Linked DNA regions of Mus musculus: regions 1, 2, 3, 5 and 6 are each linked to region 4. A link is a contact called in public ChIA-PET data. All regions are on one chromosome and are shown on one strand. The core of a region is the stretch at or near the end of the contact, and the rest is flanking DNA. Distances in the headings are between cores, read along the strand shown. Region 1 overlaps Zmiz1 (zinc finger, MIZ-type containing 1). Region 2 overlaps Gm32645 (a long non-coding RNA gene). Region 3 overlaps Zmiz1 (zinc finger, MIZ-type containing 1). Region 4 has its middle 19 kb from the start of 4930572O13Rik. Region 5 overlaps Zmiz1 (zinc finger, MIZ-type containing 1). Region 6 overlaps Zmiz1 (zinc finger, MIZ-type containing 1).

Region 1 (2,700 bases), core at 15-2,514, 400 kb before region 4:
GAACCTAAAGCTTGCTTCTTCCAGGCTGTGCAGCTGATGAGCTTAAGAGCCTGCCTATCTCTCTCTCTTGCTGCTGTACACACCAATGCTGGGCCAACAGGCATGCATTACTGTATATGGCTTCTTTGTTTGTTTGCTTGTTTGTGGTAGGTTCTAGGGATCTGAACTCAGGTCCTTGTGTGGCAGGCATGTTACTGACTGAGCTGTCTTCCCAGCCTTGAGTGACTCAACTTTGAAAGAGGAGTGAGCGCCAAGGAGTGAACCAGGTAGACCACACACCTACTTCCCGACCCCTGACTTGGCGTTCTTTCCTGAAACCCAGAGTGTGAGCAAGGCTCTTTTCAAGCTCTGAGCCCCCTGGTGGAGGGACCACACAATAAAGCAGCCACATTCCAAGCAGCTTCCTAGCACAGCTGTGCATCTGACTCTATTATTCCATTTTGCAGATGGGAAAACTGAGGCTTGGCATGGATGTGCAATTTCTGTCAGCCAGGTAGAGTTGTGTCTGTCCAGTGGAGACCAGGAGACAGGGTGAGATCCTCCTGGAGCTAGATTATAAGTGATTGTGACCCTGCAGAGGTGCATGCTGGGAATGTATGCAGTGCTAATCAGTCATCTCTCTTGCCCCTATAGCAGCTCCTGTCTGCCTCTGCCTGTCACATTTTTCAAAAATTCTCAAAAGCTATTTTTTTTTTAAAAAGGGAAAAGTATCAGAAGGGAGACAGATTTGTGCTAAAAGTGGCAGATAGGAAACAAGCAACATTTCTCATGGCTTAGACGGGGAAGGGATCTGGGGAAACAGTCAGACCCCTTTGACATTTACAGCTGAGGAGGGAGAGGTGGGCGTGGTCAGAGGAGAACCTTGAAAGCCTGAGTGCCCAACTGCCCTGAGCCTCTCAGCTCTCTCTAGCCTCTCACAACCCCACATTGGCCCTTGCAGGTGCCAGTCCAGGCTAGGTTGCCCTCACCCCACAGACAGCTAAGACAGCGGGCTGCCTGAGCTACCAGCCTCTCAGGTGGGGCTATGCACCCATGCCAAGGGGTGGCAGTATCAAATGCTCTGTGCCCACTGTAAAAATTCATGCTTTGCTCGCAGAGCTGTGAACCCAGGGTTCTGGGCAGAAGTCTTTTTTCTCTCCAGCTGGCTCTATAGCCCCACCATACCATCTAGCTTCTTGTTTGGACTCAGGGAGCCATGTGGTATGGGACCCAGCCACTGCTGTCTCAGGTCAGAGGCCCTCAAGGGGATAAGTGGGACCTTACTTCCTGCCCGGCGACGGCGACAATGACAGACAGTTCCAGGAGATGCAGTCTGTGGTTCACAGAGCACTTGGGTGTTCTCACCTTCTTGTCATCACCCAGTCTCAGACAGGCAGAGTATGGTACCAGCAGCAGGACACTGGGTTCAGATTCTGCCCCTGTTATTTGTTGGCCTCTGAGGCCTGGGCTCAAGCATGCTGCAGAGATGGCAGCAGTCACTCAAGCTGCTGGGCTCACTCTGTCAGCGAGCTCCTGAACATAAATCTGCATCCAGCCCCACCTATCAGCTCCTACAGGGCCCCTGGCCCTTCTGGACGATACGCGTGGAGGGAGGAATCACATCCCCCTGGAGCTAGAGTTTCAGTCAGGTGTAAACCTCCTGCAGTAAGTGCTGGGAATCAAACTCAGGTCCTCAGGAAGAGTGATATGTGTGCTAACCACTGAGCCACCCCTCCAGGCCCTTTCCCCCATCCCTCTTCAGAGTCTCTGCAGAGGCTTGGAGGATGTGGGCAATGGGCCCCACAGTGGGACAAGACCAAGCCCACCAGCTGGAATACTAGGAGGAGGCACCGAGTGGGAAAGACAAGGTCTGCAAAGTTCCAGTGTGGATGAGAAATGGGGCAGGAGCTTTGTGACTTGTGAGGGGGGCCTGGGAACCCACATGGAGCCTCTCCAGGCAGGCAATGTCTGCATTGAGGACAGGAGGCCAGAGAAGGCCCATTGATCCCCTGCGGTCATCCTGAGGCCCTGGTCAGGTGAGACAAAGACTTTATGTTTTGCCCTCCTGAGGAGATGGCTTCTATATGTTCCCATATTACTTTGAATGCTTGACATTTCCACAGCATGTCGTATGGATCATGAGACAGGCACCCGTTTTCCTGAGCACATTTAAAAAGAAGCGTGAGTGTCCCCAGGACTCACTTGGAGAAGTGCTGACCATAGAGGAAGGAGAGCACCAGAGAGGACAAGCGGAGGCTGGCAGTTCTCAAGAGATGGCAGAGCCATCAGGGTGGGGGCAAGAGGAGACTCTTAGCTTCATGCAAAGATGTGACCTCAAAGTATCTTCGGAAAGAGAAGCCATAGGAAGAGCTGAACGATGGGTCTTGGATCTAAGACGGTGAGAAGCTTATCGAGTGACCACCCCTCTGGAAATCCTGTCCTCAGCAAGGCTTAGGCTGGGAGCAAAGACCATATGAGGTGGCTAAGGTGAGGCTCTTACCCCTCCCCCTCCTTCTCCCACCCAGGCAAAGGCAGGAACCAGGTATATGAGGTCCAGGGTCCCAAAGAGCAAGGGCTTTCTCCCCAAGGCTGTAGGGGTGGCCACTCTGTGACCTCCACTGGCTATGAATAATAATGAGAGCAGGTGCACCCTAGCTACCACTCTCCAGATGCACATTTGACATTCCCTATGAATTGTAACAACACAGCCAAAGGCAGGTC
Region 2 (2,700 bases), core at 98-2,597, 260 kb before region 4:
GGGGGTAATGGGCACATTACCTGTAAGTGGGAGCATGAGTGGTCTGTGTATCTAGTTCAGGGTGTGTGGGTCTGTTAAATACAGGCGAGAGGTATGTCTATATATGTGTGTATATATGTGTGAGTGGAGGAGACATCATCTGAAAGAGAGGGTCTATGTATTGTGTACATGCTGAGAGCAGGTTGTCTATGGGTAGGAGTATGATAACATATAACACATGTATATACATATACATTGTGGCATGTGTGTGTGCTGTGGGCATGTTATCTGTAAGTGGGTTGTTCTGGGTGGGTTGTGTGTATATATGTATGGGGTATGTATTGTGTAGGGTGTGTATGTTGTGTATGTTGTATATGTTGTGGGCAGGTTATGGTCCAGTTGCCTGTGTGTGGCTGTGAATGTATTGTGGGCAGGTTGTTATCTGTGTGTGTGTACGTGTTATGTGTATTATGTGGGATGTCTATGTTGTGGGCAGGTTGTCTGTGTGTGGGTGGGTGTGATGTGCATATCTTGTGGGGTTTGTGTCTGGGGTGGGTAGGCTGTCTGTGGGGTGTGGGCTTTTTTTGTGGCTATGAGTATGAGATCAGCCTTGAGCATGTGGGCGCATGGGGAGGTAGGAGCAGGCAGGCGGGCAGGCAGGCAGGCAGGCTGACGGCCAGGGCCTCCCCCGCCCTGTGCACAGTGGCTGGGTTGACAGCCGGGCGGAGAAGAAAACTAGACGTCAGGGAAATCAGTCAGAGACAAATCGATTCCCTTTAGAGGTGAGAAAAAGCAGATGCTGCGGCTGCTGGTGGCCTGTTAGGCTCCAAGCCACATCCATCTCAGCCCGCCCCTCTTCTGCTGCCTGCCAACGCCCCGCCTTTGTTAGGGGCCTCGCTGTGGGCCTGCTGCCTCACTGTCTTGCCAGCTTTTCTATGGCAGGGCACTCCCCTGCATGGAGTGCCATACTGGTGCAGGGTGTTCATAAACCTGCACACGAGGGTGCATGTACCAGCATGGCACTGGAGAGGCAGGAACCTGGTCATGGCTCTCATCCCAGGGCACCGAAGTCACAGGCAAATGACCAGTAGCTTGCTTATGGACATCCAGGGAGCACAACAAGGCTGGACCTTAGAGATGTGTCCCATGGGCAGTACAGCCAAGATGACTCCCACATGCATGCAGGTCTCAGCAGTAGGAATCCAACCTGAGACCAGGGAAGAGCATCAGGCTCCGAACCCTGCTGCCTGCCAAGTGGCCCTGAGTGTCCAGACTCACATGGGAGCCCAGGCTTTACTTGGTCCTTGGAGTGTCATGTGCCCCTGGACTGCAAGCTAGGCTCAGCTGTCTGGATAGTGGCCAGCACAGTCAGGCCTGACTCCTGGGCTGGGTCTTGCTGATTCTTCAGCTGTCAGTTTGCCTAGATCCCAGGCCTCCTCTGCACCCCCTTTCCCATTAGATTTCAATAGCCAAGACAGATCAGGAAACCAGGGCCAGGCCTGTGCCTGCCTAGGGACAGGGACTCACTTACATGTGGAGCTGAGTTCTTCTGTCTAGTCTCTGGATTGACAACTCGGGCCTGCCTTCAGAAAATGTGGATACTGGTTGGGCACTGGTACACAGTGCCTCCTCTGTGACTGAGGAGCAGAGAAACATGTTGGAAGGCCTCTACAACCCTAGACCTTCCTCCTCCCCTCCTCCCCTCCTCCCCTCTCTCTCCTCCCCTCCTTCCCTCCTCTCCTCCTCCTCCTCCTCCTCCTCCTCCTTGAGGCTGGATGTTTTAATTGAAGCTGACCTCCGCAGGAGGATTCTGCTTCTACTTACTCTTCCGGCTTCCCTAAGAACTGTCCCTGAACTCTGAGACTTCATGTTCTTGCCCAGGGACCAATGGCTCTACAAGCACTGTGGTTCTCCCTTTCTTCTCTTAGACAGACAGCAGGCTTTGTCTGGTACAGATGTCCTATAGTTTACCACGAGACATCTGAGGGCACGTTACCCAGCTGAGCAGCTGGTAGAGGCAGCCATTGCTGGGGTTTGGTTTCAGCAGTGCCTGATGCTGGCCTTCGAGATTAATCTCAACTCCAGACTCCCAGGCACATTCCGACACATCTCTACTTGCCCGAGCTGGTCGCATTCTAAAATTTGGAATTTGCACCCATCAGACCTGAGCTCCTAGCTCTGGCTGTGTGTCTGCAGACAGACACTACACCTCTCTATGCCTTGTGTTCTCTTATGTTGGGGGAAAAAGAGCCTTGCTCACCCCAGAGGAAGTCAGAGAAAGTCACAGGCACAAGAGCTGCTGGGAGAAACAGCTGTGTTTCGGCTACTGGTAGTCAGGGACTTGCTCATGGGAGTCTTTCCAGGGCCCACCCATGGTCATGATCTTCATTGTCCAGACAGATGGGAGAGGCCAAGAATCAGTCTACAAACACTGATTGAACCAGTTTGGGGCCAAGCCTTGCTATGGGCAGATAGCACTTGGCATAGTGCCTAGCCTATGGGATGTATTCAAAGATATGGCTGCTGAAAGAATAGGTGGATGTGGGCATGGATGTTGTTAGATGTCCCTTGCTCCCAGAGAGGTTACAGTCTCACTGGGTCCTGCTGGGGTATCAGACACAGGGTGGGGATAGAAGAGTAGACTCTGACTCCTTTACTGTTTCTGTATAAGAAAACTGAGCTTGGGAGTGTGACCTTGAAAGACCATGTTCTGCTGTTATA
Region 3 (2,700 bases), core at 85-2,584, 360 kb before region 4:
CCATGTGCCCACGGGAAGCTGGAGGCCAGAGTCATTGGATCCCCCTAGTATTACAGGCAGTGTGAGTGCTGGAAAGCAAAGTTAGGTCCTCGGGAAGAGTAGTATATGCTCTTAACCATGGAGCCTTACTTATTTAATTTTTGTATGCGTTTGTGTGCACATAAGGTCAGTGTTGAGTGTCTTCTGTATTCACTCTCCATATTCTTTGTGTGTGTATGTGTGTGTGTATGTGTTTGTTTTTGAGACATGGTGTCTTACTATGTCTTACCAGCTCTGACTTGCCTGGAACTCACTCTGAAGACCAGGCTAGCCTTGAATTCACGGAGATCTGCCCGCTTCTGCCTCCCTAGTGGTGGGATTAAAGGTGTCTGCCACTACACCTGGTTTTCCACATTGGTCTTTTGAGACAGGGTCTTTCACTGAACCTGGAGCTCACCAGTTCTGCTTGACTGGCCAGCTGCTGAGCCTCAGGGCTACCTGTCTACCTGTCTCCACCTCCCCATCCTCCAGACTCAGTGTGTAGCAGAGGAGAGCCACAGATAGTTAGGTATTTCTAATGCATTTCTCTTATTCTTTAATAAATACACAGCATAAATAAATAAAACAAAATTTATGTTCTTTCGGGTTCTGATTTTAGAATCTAGTCACAAATGTCTTAAGTTTCTTGGGCCAAATTTCTACAAACTCACTACAGTGAAGTTTTGGCAGAAGAGTGTTTGCAGAGAAAACAAAGCAGAGAGGTTAGTGCCTGCCCTGAGCATATGACAAAGCCTAGGTCTCGGGTGCTGGGAGCGTTCAGCAGCAGCCTCTCTCCAGCCCATGCCTAGCCCTACACAATCTCTGGGCTTGGTAAAGAACCTCTAGAGAATGAGGCGACTGGATGAAGATGGCAATGCTGAAGTCTGGGATCCAAGATGGTGTCCTTTCCCAGGATTCCCTGAAGCCCTCCTCTTTCTTCCATCAGCCTCCTCTGGTGATCGTTGGCAGGGGCTAGAAGCATCAATCTCTCTTTGGATCATACCAGGAGCTCCAAGCATACCCCTGATGCTACAACCTCATTCCTGAGCCTTGATTCTGTGGACTCTAGCACAGGCCCCAGCCTTCTTTTGACCTTGGTCTCCCTATATATTTGTCTTTGGGATAGGCCTCGATGGTGTTGGTTCTAGGGCCTCACAGTTCTAGGGCCATCTGGGGCTTTGCAGCTGGAGACCCTGGCTGGGCCCCACTGCCTGCCTTCCTGCTGAGAACAGGATGTGGGTGTCAGGAGGTGAGGAGAGCATGGGGCCGGGTTGGGAGTGGCCTTGGGTTGGGACTTCCTGAAGCCAGATCGGTTTACCACAGTCAGTTGGGCTCAGGACCGCACAGCTGTGAGTTATAAATGGCCCTCTCAGAGCAGGGTCTAGAGGCCCTGATGCCAGTGGAGGCAGCAAGTGTCCATAGTGCCTACCCAGGGGTCTTCCCCAGCTAACGGCCTAGCCTCTGGAAGCCAGTTCTATCTGTCCTGCCCTCTCGAGCTATGAGTTCTCTTTATACCTCACTCTGAGATTACTGATAAGGGGGCTGACACCATCTTCTCCTTAGCCTTCAAGTGAGAATCCTGTGGTCTTGGTGACTAGGGAGATCCTTTTGAGCAAGGCCAATGACCTGACACAGGACACAGGGTCCCTGACACCAAACTGGGCACACAGCCAGCTACTCCAACGACAACCCAACAACTCAGCAACCTGCTTCCCATAGCCTAACTGCCTTCCAGTGCCCGCACCAGAGCATACACAGGGGAGGAGGGAGAGAGAGTACCGAGGTCTCAGCCTGCTTGCAGTGGCCCTCAGCTTAGCAAAGCAGCAGCAACTCGGCCTAGCGCCAGGCCTTGGTGTGATTCGCATCCCCGGCAGGAGGTGTTCTGAGGGCCCCTTCCCCCTGTGGGCTGCCTGGAATCAATCCTTCAGGCCATGCTCAGCCTGGGGCACACCACATGGTCAAGAATAAGAGGGACAGTGCCTCCTACTGGGACCAGTGAAGGGGGACACAGAAACAGGCACAGTGGCAAACTGTAGTTCAGGTCTATGACAGCTGAAGTTTATGGCATTTTGGAGGCCCTCTTGAAAAAATATGTAAAATTGTAAATGCCTATTTAGAGTTAGAAAAATCAGAACAAACTCCTGGATCCTCAGGGATCCAAATCCCATTTCTGGTGAGGCTTCTTTAAATGACTGACCAGAAATACTTATAGCGAGAAGCTCCCAATTACAACTTGTGACACCTCTCTACCTGTAACACTCCACAGCTCCCAGGAACTCCAAGTCTCCAGCCAGCTTCTCCCTAACTTTGCCAATCATCATCATGGTAACGAAACTGTTAATACCGACTAACTTAGGGCCATTAGCTGTACCATTCTAAGTACTTTATGTCAACTGACTCATTTAGTCTCATGACATCCTGGGAAGTACACGCTGTACCCATTTTAAAAGATGAGGAAACATAGAGGGACACGAAGAAAACAGCTCAAGGTCACCGCCAGGATAGGAACCCAGACAGGCTGGCACTGTGCCCTGACCAGTCCTCTCGGCCACCGCACCGAGAAGCTGGAGAGACTCCAAAAGCAGCAGCAGCAGCAGCAGCAGCAGCAGCAGCAGCAGCAACCAAGGGCAGATGCTAAGTATACCCATTCATGTATGCATTCATCCATGAACGACATCACTG
Region 4 (2,700 bases), core at 152-2,651:
TATTAAAGCTATTCCAACTTGGGGCAAGGGAGATGACTCAGAAGGTAAAATGCTTACTGCGTAGGCATGAGCCCGGGTTGAGCTACCTAGCACTCAATGTATGATATAAGTGGTGGGTTACATCTATAACTACAGCCTAGCCCTGGGAAGGCAGAGACAGGAGGGTCCCAGGGTTTCACTAACCAGCCAGTCTAGCTAAAACAGCACACTGTAAGTTCAATGAAGAGACTGTGTCTCAGTAAACATGGTAGCAGGGTGGGGTGGGGCTGGAGAGGTGGCTTGGTGGGTAAGAGCATTTATTGCTTTTGCAGAGGACCTGGATTTGGTTCCCAGAACCCACATGGTGACTCACAACCATCTGTAAATTCAGTTCCAAGACCAAAGCCATCATCTGGCCTCCAGAGTCTACAGTATAGCGCTGTGCACGTGCACACACACACACACACATACACACACACACACACACGAGCATGCATACACACACACACAAATGAAAAATATTCCAACTAATAAAAATGAATTGGATATCATTTTTAGACACCCTAGAAAAGTGTATAGACATTGGAAACAGTTTAATCTCTTGAAATTATTTTAAAAAATCTTTTGACAAACCATTCTACAAAGCTATTTAAGCCTTTTTTTTCCTTAGTGAAAAAAATGTTTAGCAATACAATCCTTTAAATTTTCCCTCCAAGTTCTTTGGGGTTTCATCTGATGAAATGTCTACCTTTCTAGGTAATTTTAGCAATTTAGGTTTTTGACTAAAATGCTGTTTCACTTTATGCCAACATCTTCCATACTGCCATGCCTGGGATCTCACCTCAGGGCTACAGGGTGCTTCACGTCACACCGATGCATACCTTCTCTTTGCTATCAGCATCCTGAGTATTCTCTTCTAGCTCTCACATTTCTCAGGTGGACCAGCTGGCAGACTCCCTGGTCTATAGGTTGCCATGCCCTATGCTCCCTAGGCCCCACCCTGGTCTTGATGATTTCTTTTAGTTTCTAAGAAACGTTGGTTAACCGAAAAAAAAAAAGTAAAATATCAGTTTTCTCGAGAAAGCACAACAGACATTTCAGGGAGGTTCCACAGAGGAAGATGCTGAGTTTCAGAGAAATTCGGAAGGATGTGGTGGAGCCGAGGTTGGATGCCAGACAAACACATCTTGCAGATCACACTTCACGCTTGAGTGGTGATGAAATTGCTAGGCTGAAAACCACTGATCCACTCAAACACTGGGAGACAATATTCTTGAAAAACATGGCCCCCCTCAAACACTAGGAGACAATACTCCTTAACTCTTGGGGTGCAAGCAAGCTCAAAGCCTGCTCCTTGGGTGTTGAGCCCAATGATGACCCCGACCTTCCTTTGTAGGGCTGTGGGTGTGATACCCACATCCTCCAGTGGAGAATGCCCACATGGGGCTTCAGAGCCTTCCTAGCTGTGAAGGGTTTGATGTGAGTGTCGGGTGAGTGTGTGCATAAAAAGAAGGCAGTAGACCAAGCTGTGTCAGCACAGCCAGGATAAAAGAGGTTGGACCAGTGTCTGGCAATATCCAAGGACATGGTCTCCAAAAGATGCTCTCAGGAACAGAGAGTGCTACCTAACTCTACCATGGCCTATGCCCCTCTGCCTCCAAAGCTTCCTCCATTAAACATGGACTTTAGTTCAAAGATCAAGTACAATATAAACAATCTGGTGGTTGTGGGATCCTGTCTGCCACCCTGAATTAATATACAGTCATATTGAGCTTATAAAGGGTACAGAAGGGCAGCCTATGCTTCACAGTCAGAGACTTTTCCAAGCTTCAGTTCTGCTTCTTCCAGGAAGCCCTCAAATGTCTCCATGCAGGGCTGATGTGATGCCTTGGCCTCCCCGGGCCTCTTTGGTTTCAACTCTCAGTGACCTCCCTCAGGCTCGGTCTTATGATCATTTATTTATTATTCCATTTAAGGAAGCATCTGGGAAGCAGAGAAAGGGGCTGGGACATGAATGTCTGTGCCCAGCTCTCTCCTCCCCACTTTTATTCTAGAATGTGGAATGGTGCTATGAATGGGCTGCAGCAGTGTACAAGTCAGACAAGATGTCCCTGTAGATCATAAATGGCTCTGATATGCAGTGATGGGTCCTTTTGAGAAGACAGGAGGCAAAGGGGAAGGACTTGAGGGAAAAGATCAGTGAGGAGATCAGCTAAGGTGAACCAGGGGAGGGATGAACAGAAAGAGGGATGGACAAGGTGCCAAGGTTGACACGCAGCACAGTTATTCTCTGGTGTCTCTTAGCACCTTGTTCGTCTCTCCATGTAACCATGTAATCCTGTCATCACTAAGACCGGCCAGGTGCCCCACCCAGCTTGAGAGTGAAGGCTCTTTGTCAAAGCACAATAACCCAACAGAGTTACCTCCAAGCCATGAGTATTGCCCTGGGTATATTAGTCACCTATTTGTCACTGTGACCAAAATGTTGGTACAGCTATTTTAGTGTGTGTGTGTGTGTGTGTGTGTGTGTGTGTGTGTGTGTGTTTGCTGTATTTTTGGCTAAGGTTTCAGAGGGTTCTCTCCATCATGATGGGAGAGTGTGGAGATGTAGAACAGCTCACATCATGGGGGCTAAGAACAAAGAGAATCTCTGTACTTGGAGCTCCCATCTCTCCCTCTCTATCCCATAAGGAGTGGTATGGTCCGAATTCCAGTGGATCT
Region 5 (2,700 bases), core at 131-2,630, 480 kb before region 4:
GGCGCATCAGCTGGGCACGGATCTTGGTCTCAGTTGTATTCTGAGTGTCACTGAGACCTGGTGACTTCCCTTTTCCCCTGACCTTCCACGGTGCTTGGGACCGTCTGCTGGGATGGTTTCCTCTGGCACCTCTGCTAGGAGACCCCAGAGAAGGCACTATCCCCAGGAGAGCAATATGATGGAAGTAAGCCCTAGGGATACTGTGTGCCATCCGATGGCCTCCCTGACACACAGCCTGTACTAGTGTACTAGTGGCAGCCCTCACTCTCTAGGTGGCTCCCTGCACTGAGGTCCTCATCCAGGGTCATCCATTAGTATCTGAGTATGGACAGGGTTAAGTGGTCTCCATGGTTTCTGCTTCTACACTTGCCTGCTCTAGGCAGGGTATTTTACAATGTCACGGCCCCCTGTCCTCTGGGCATTCTAAGGGCCAGTGTGGATTGTGAATACCATTGATTTAAAGTCATACACACTCAGGTGTAGTGACTTGTTTGGTGTTTTCCACAACAGAGATGATATTAGTCAGGGGCTAAGCCTCCAAAGCCCTTTAGTTCAAGTTCTCTAAGTGGCCTAACTGTGCCTTTTCCAAGGTCCCTGGGTCCATGGTCCCTCTGTCAATGTTCCTTCTCCTCCCATCCCCCATCATAGTCACACTTACCTCTCCCGGGTATGGCCTCTTTATGCTCTGAATAGGAAGGGACTGGGGCCGGGGGCCTGGGTAGGTCTGCTGGGGCATCCTTTGCCCGTGTGTGCCAAAGGGGCTGATGCCGGGTGGTCGGGGCTGGTTCATGCCCATGGGAGGGCCGCTCATGCCCGAGGGTGTCATGCCAGCTGCCATGCCGGCAGGGTTCAGGCTGCCCCCCATGGAGGCAGGCCCCCGAGGCCCGGGTTGGTTCATGAATTGGCTGTTATACGCCTGGGTGGGACCCATCTGGAAAGAGGAACACACCTTCAATGGGAGAAGAAGAAAAAAAAAAGAATAAAATGCCACATGCATTGAAAGTGCAGGGAAGGAAGGTAGGGGGCTAAAGGGGGAGCAGCACTTTCCCACAGGGCTGCAGTTAAGAGCCAGGAGCTCTTAAAGGACCCAGTCCTCCAGGGCTCACTACTGCCCTCTGCAGGTCTCATGGGAAAATGCAGCTGGTGGGTTTGGGTAGGGCAGGGAGCAGTCACTCCAAGGCACAGGCAGCATTCCCAGGGAGGCAGGCAGGGGACATGGAAGTGGGTAGGGATGGGAGGGACACAGGGAGGACACAGGAAGAGGAGGCGGATGAGGATGGAGGCTGAAGCCCTTTCCTGAAAGCCCTGGCCTTGCCCTTGGTCAGTAGCCAATGGAGACACACCCTCCATACACTAAGTGTGATTTACCCAGCCCACTTCCTCCTGCTCACCCTGCACCCTTCCTTCATGTTTCTGCCTTGCAGGGTTATGGGGTTCCCCTTTTCACACCCCACCCCATCCTTTTGAAGGTCAGAGGATCTACGATGAGGCCTGGGTAAAATCCACAGATGGGACAATAGTGGCCTCAGAGGTGATTAGGGACAAGCTAGTCACAAAGCCATTTTAGGCACACAACCTACTGTCTGATAAGCAGGAACTCCGAAACCAATAGGGTACCTCTTCCCCCATATGCACTGGGAGCTACCAGCCCAGAGAGCATAGCATACCCCCAAACCCCACCACACCCAACCATTTTACCATACCCACACACAACACTCTTTTAAGGGGCTTCCAAGGATACCCGTGGCATTAACGCTCAAGATTTCCCCAGCCTGGGTGAGGCCAGGCCAGCGGGCAGGAACCCTTACCGGTCCATACTGGTTTATATCCTTGTTCTGTGTCTCTTGCAAGGCTGCCACTGTAGCTGTGGCTGTGGCTGTGGCTGTGGCAGCGGCGGCTGCTACTGCAGCTGCTGCAGCAGCGGCCGCTGGCTGGGTGAAGTCAGCAGGAGGCCGAGTATGTGGAGGGATGCCCATGCCTGCTGGGGCACTAGGACCCCCAGGGTAACTGTGGAGGAGAAGCAGGGAGCAGTCAGAGAGAACTCATTAGCTGACTCTGGGATGTACCCAGTACCAGGAGGAAGGCTACAGGATTATACGCATGAATTCCAGACACCTAGCTTGTGGGTGTGAGGCCCAGCAGCGGACCTGGGACTTCTGAGATTGGTGGCTATTCTTGCTACTAGTGATGACAAGGCCACTCCTTTTTGAATCTTTGCTGGGGCTAGGACATTTCCATAGCTTCTCTGCTTTTCCTTGGTCACCACAGACTACCTTCTAAGCAAACATTGACCTGAGAATTGTATGGTGCTGTGTGCTGTAGATGTGGATTGAGGTGTGTGAGACTCCTGTTTTGAACTGCGAGGCTAGAAACCCAGCAACTTTGCCTCGAGAGCTAGGCGGAGTGTGCTCAAGGTGGCTTGGGCTGCTTCTGTCCCTTCTTCACTGTGATCTGAGGTTGGGGACTCTAGCCTCCATTTCTTCTTCATTCAGGTCAGTGAGCTTTCTAAGGAGTTTTGGACAGATGGAGCTCACTGCCACTGCTCTCCAATCCTGCCTGCTCACCCCACTGTCTTAGCATAAAGGTACATGGCTGAGAAGGAACTGAGGAAGTATCCCCTCTACCCCTGGGAGGTTGATGCCAATCTGCTAAGACACATGGCAGAACTGTCCTCATATCCTAGACCAGGCTATGTGGAAC
Region 6 (2,700 bases), core at 131-2,630, 330 kb before region 4:
GTAGTTGTTTGGGAAGGTGGGCCCAGGCCTCCATCAGTCTCTAATGCCCCCACACTCCTGGGCGCCCAAGCTTAGAGCTTTGACAAGTGCTGTGAGTACCATCTCGTCCATCACCCCACCTTCTTCACAGAGTCCTTTGTCCATCTGGTTTGTTCATCAAAGTGGCCCTGTGAAGTTGGGCATGCTGGTTCAGGACTGTAACTCTGACACCCAGGAGACTGTGGTGGGAGGATTTCAAGTCCGAGATCAGTCTGAGCAAATTATCAATATTCGAGAAAGAGAACACAGTGAAGAGCTCTCCAAGGCAGCTAGTGAAGGTCCTTATCACCATGTGACAGATGGGGACCCAAATCCTGACTGGGAAGGAGCCTGACTTACCCAGTGATCTAGACAGCAAGCTCCATCTGAACCTAACCGAAAATGGCTGCCCTTAAAGCCATTAGCAAACAAGAAAACACAGGATGGAGAGTCATGTGCTCCTGACAGGACCTGGGTTAGTGCCCTCATCTGCCTGCTTTGGAAGTGGGTTCTGTGACACAGCGTTTTTCCTATGGCCTGGTTCACAGTTGATAGACATGGTAGGGGAGAAATGGGAGACTGGGATGCTCTGGGAGAGGGGGAGGAGCAGTTGGGAAAAAAGGTAGGTAAAGGGCTCCAAAGACAAATGAAGCTATCTCCCTACCACCAGCAGGGTTCCTTATTCACAAACCTAACGTCAGGCCAGATACCTGGAATAAACTGAATATTTGTGTGTGTACACACACGTGTATACATACACATCCTCCTTTTATACTCCATGTTTGCATATATAGGGACTTGATAAGGTAGAGAGTACAAGGTAAGTCAGTGTCTGTATGCACTTGTGTGTGTATATAGACATTCCCCATCATATCCCTGCCGGTCATACCTGTTAAACACAGGTTGCACACATACAGACTGACAAGCAGACATCCATCCCACAGGACCCCTGCTGCCCCGAGTGCTGGCAGGCACACCTGTATGGCACACTGTTTATTTCCACTCAAATCAAGAGCAAGGATATCTGGTGCACACAGCACATGCTCCCAGACACGGGTCAGGACACATGTGTACACACTCATGCACGGCAGTCCCGGAGGTGGCCAGGACAGGGAGACGAGCAAAGAGAGCAGGTGGCAGGCAGCCATGTCCAGGACTGGGCAAGGAACCCTCACTGCTGCTGGGTTGAGTCGATGGCACAGCTCACAGCAACCCCATAAATCACGAAGCCACTTGCCGCAGCTGTTTAAATCTCCACTGCTGGACTTGGCACTTAGGACAAAGGGCCAGCAGCTATGGGCAGAGAAGAGGGAGGATGCTGGCATTTGGCACCACCCACTCCAGGACTGCCACCCTACCTGAACCTACCATTGCCCTGGCAGCTGCTATGCCCTCCTTGCTCTAACCTTTCCCCCCTCCATGTTCAGCCAAGCCTTGGAGTGCATTCACAGCTTGGGCACCGGCCTCGGGTGCTAGTGCTGACCGCTTCTACCAGTGACTAGTGTCCTATGGGCAGGGGAGAGTGGGGGAGGGGAGACAGACAGTCAGTTCCTCCACAGGAGCACCGTGGGTTGTCACCAGACCCGGCATTTAAGCGAGGACCCACAGTCAGTTCCACTCAGGGGGAGTCCCCTCCCTTGGCCCACATCACTTCCCGTCTGTAAAGAGGGGATGGGCTCAGGGCCTCCGGGGCCGCTCAAGCTGAGGATCTGCTGCTGGGGAAAAGATCTCATGGATGCTGATTAATTATGACTATTAATAATCCAGCCATCTGTAGCTCGTGGTAGAGCACATATGATTAAAACCGGGCCCGGTGCCCCGGTGGCAGAATGAATAGGTCTCTGAATGAGCTGCTGGTGCCTCCACCAGCCTTCGAGTGGATGCGTAGTGATGGAACACTGGGGAGGAGCTGTTTGTGCTGCTCAGACAGACAAGGAGAGCAGAGACAGCCAGGGAGGCAGACAGGCAGGCAGACAGACAGACGGTGGGGACCTGTTCATCAGACAGTGAATACCAGACAGTCCTCGAGGCCAAGCTTCAGGGAAGGACTCTGTGTCTGCCCCCAGGGAGAAGATTGATAGACATCAGCTCTTCTCAGCTTTGCCCTGCTGCCTAGAGCCCCGAGTTTCATCCCAAGACTCCTCAGATGCTGTGGGGTGCTAGCTTGGGTCAGTATTGTGATAGATGCTGGCTGCAGCATCATTTCACACCTGTCTGGCATCCTTCTCTCTGGCCCCCAGCCCAGCCCTGCTCCCAGTTGCTTCCCTGAGCAGTATGACTCTTTCTCCACACCTCCCGCCCTACTGTGGGACAATGGGTACAGCCACCACCCCTCTGTCCTGTGGGCTCAGTCCTTCTGGCCTTGCTGCGAACATGAATGCACTCTCGGTGCTCACGCCCAGTAGCCAGACCATAAGCTGAGCCTGCTGAGTGCCCTGCTACTCTGCACCATAGGAAAATGGATGGCACTGGAGCTTCCAAGCCCCAGCCCACACGCATGCACACCATGATCTGGGAACTCCCACAACAGCCAGTATGCTGATGATAACCTATCTGATGGATCAAGGAGCTGAGGGAAAGTGGGCAGAGCGCACACTAGGCCGTTTGGTTGCAGAAGTCTTACTTTCCAGGCCACTGAGACTTGAAGGGAATGAGTCAGTTAAGGTTAAACACCATTTGTGG

Evidence for each region. ChIA-PET counts read pairs in DNA pulled down with a chosen protein or histone mark.
Region 1: a contact with region 4 is called in an RNA polymerase II ChIA-PET map of memory CD8 T cells, with 57 read pairs. The contact joins two enhancer-like sites. A contact is called at or near these places in 1 of 15 datasets of contacts at CTCF or cohesin (large pre-B cells), 2 of 484 Hi-C or Micro-C datasets (the 63-12 cell line and bone marrow-derived macrophages), 9 of 115 datasets of contacts at active chromatin or transcription factors (the 230-238 cell line, CD8 T cells, T-cell acute lymphoblastic leukemia and 6 more) and 1 of 9 other capture datasets (embryonic stem cells).
Region 2: a contact with region 4 is called in an RNA polymerase II ChIA-PET map of memory CD8 T cells, with 17 read pairs. The contact joins two enhancer-like sites. A contact is called at or near these places in 2 of 115 datasets of contacts at active chromatin or transcription factors (large pre-B cells and memory CD8 T cells).
Region 3: a contact with region 4 is called in an RNA polymerase II ChIA-PET map of effector CD8 T cells, with 5 times the contacts expected there. The contact joins two enhancer-like sites. A contact is called at or near these places in 1 of 15 datasets of contacts at CTCF or cohesin (large pre-B cells), 5 of 115 datasets of contacts at active chromatin or transcription factors (cardiomyocytes, effector CD8 T cells, large pre-B cells and 2 more) and 1 of 9 other capture datasets (liver).
Region 5: a contact with region 4 is called in an RNA polymerase II ChIA-PET map of memory CD8 T cells, with 13 read pairs. The contact joins two enhancer-like sites. A contact is called at or near these places in 1 of 115 datasets of contacts at active chromatin or transcription factors (memory CD8 T cells) and 1 of 9 other capture datasets (embryonic stem cells).
Region 6: an RNA polymerase II ChIA-PET map of memory CD8 T cells shows a contact between it and region 4, with 11 read pairs. The contact joins two enhancer-like sites. A contact is called at or near these places in 3 of 115 datasets of contacts at active chromatin or transcription factors (cardiomyocytes, memory CD8 T cells and pancreatic cancer cells) and 1 of 9 other capture datasets (liver).

Annotation. Positions count from the first base shown.
Region 1 is chr14:25,558,690-25,561,389 of GRCm38.p6, reverse strand. All of the region lies in intron 3 of Zmiz1 (zinc finger, MIZ-type containing 1), which reads right to left. Among named protein-coding and RNA genes, the nearest start is that of Mir3075, 26 kb to the right of the region's middle. Within about 2 kb of position 1,264, at least 34 of the 459 cell types and tissues checked have an H3K27ac peak or open chromatin away from gene starts, as enhancers often do. A contact at or near this core is called in the 230-238 cell line, CD8 T cells, effector CD8 T cells and 3 more, where this site is marked.
Region 2 is chr14:25,419,833-25,422,532 of GRCm38.p6, reverse strand. It overlaps Gm32645 (a long non-coding RNA gene), which reads right to left. Exons shown (of 7, transcript XR_003951092.1): 6 at 1,511-1,616. Among named protein-coding and RNA genes, the nearest start is that of Zmiz1os1, 14 kb to the right of the region's middle. Within about 2 kb of position 1,347, at least 98 of the 459 cell types and tissues checked have an H3K27ac peak or open chromatin away from gene starts, as enhancers often do. A contact at or near this core is called in memory CD8 T cells, where this site is marked.
Region 3 is chr14:25,516,000-25,518,699 of GRCm38.p6, reverse strand. All of the region lies in intron 2 of Zmiz1 (zinc finger, MIZ-type containing 1), which reads right to left. Among named protein-coding and RNA genes, the nearest start is that of Mir3075, 17 kb to the left of the region's middle. Within about 2 kb of position 1,334, at least 190 of the 459 cell types and tissues checked have an H3K27ac peak or open chromatin away from gene starts, as enhancers often do. A contact at or near this core is called in effector CD8 T cells, memory CD8 T cells and pancreatic cancer cells, where this site is marked.
Region 4 is chr14:25,160,577-25,163,276 of GRCm38.p6, reverse strand. No RefSeq gene overlaps it. Among named protein-coding and RNA genes, the nearest start is that of 4930572O13Rik, 19 kb to the right of the region's middle. Within about 2 kb of position 1,401, at least 27 of the 459 cell types and tissues checked have an H3K27ac peak or open chromatin away from gene starts, as enhancers often do. A contact at or near this core is called in the 230-238 cell line, CD8 T cells, effector CD8 T cells and 4 more, where this site is marked.
Region 5 is chr14:25,644,966-25,647,665 of GRCm38.p6, reverse strand. Zmiz1 (zinc finger, MIZ-type containing 1) reads right to left here. Exons shown (of 24, transcript NM_001310666.1): 10 at 1,809-2,007; 11 at 659-931. Among named protein-coding and RNA genes, the nearest start is that of Gm52102, 15 kb to the left of the region's middle. Within about 2 kb of position 1,380, at least 74 of the 459 cell types and tissues checked have an H3K27ac peak or open chromatin away from gene starts, as enhancers often do. A contact at or near this core is called in memory CD8 T cells, where this site is marked.
Region 6 is chr14:25,492,616-25,495,315 of GRCm38.p6, reverse strand. The region is part of intron 1 of Zmiz1 (zinc finger, MIZ-type containing 1); the gene reads right to left. Among named protein-coding and RNA genes, the nearest start is that of Zmiz1, 35 kb to the right of the region's middle. Within about 2 kb of position 1,380, at least 55 of the 459 cell types and tissues checked have an H3K27ac peak or open chromatin away from gene starts, as enhancers often do. A contact at or near this core is called in memory CD8 T cells, where this site is marked.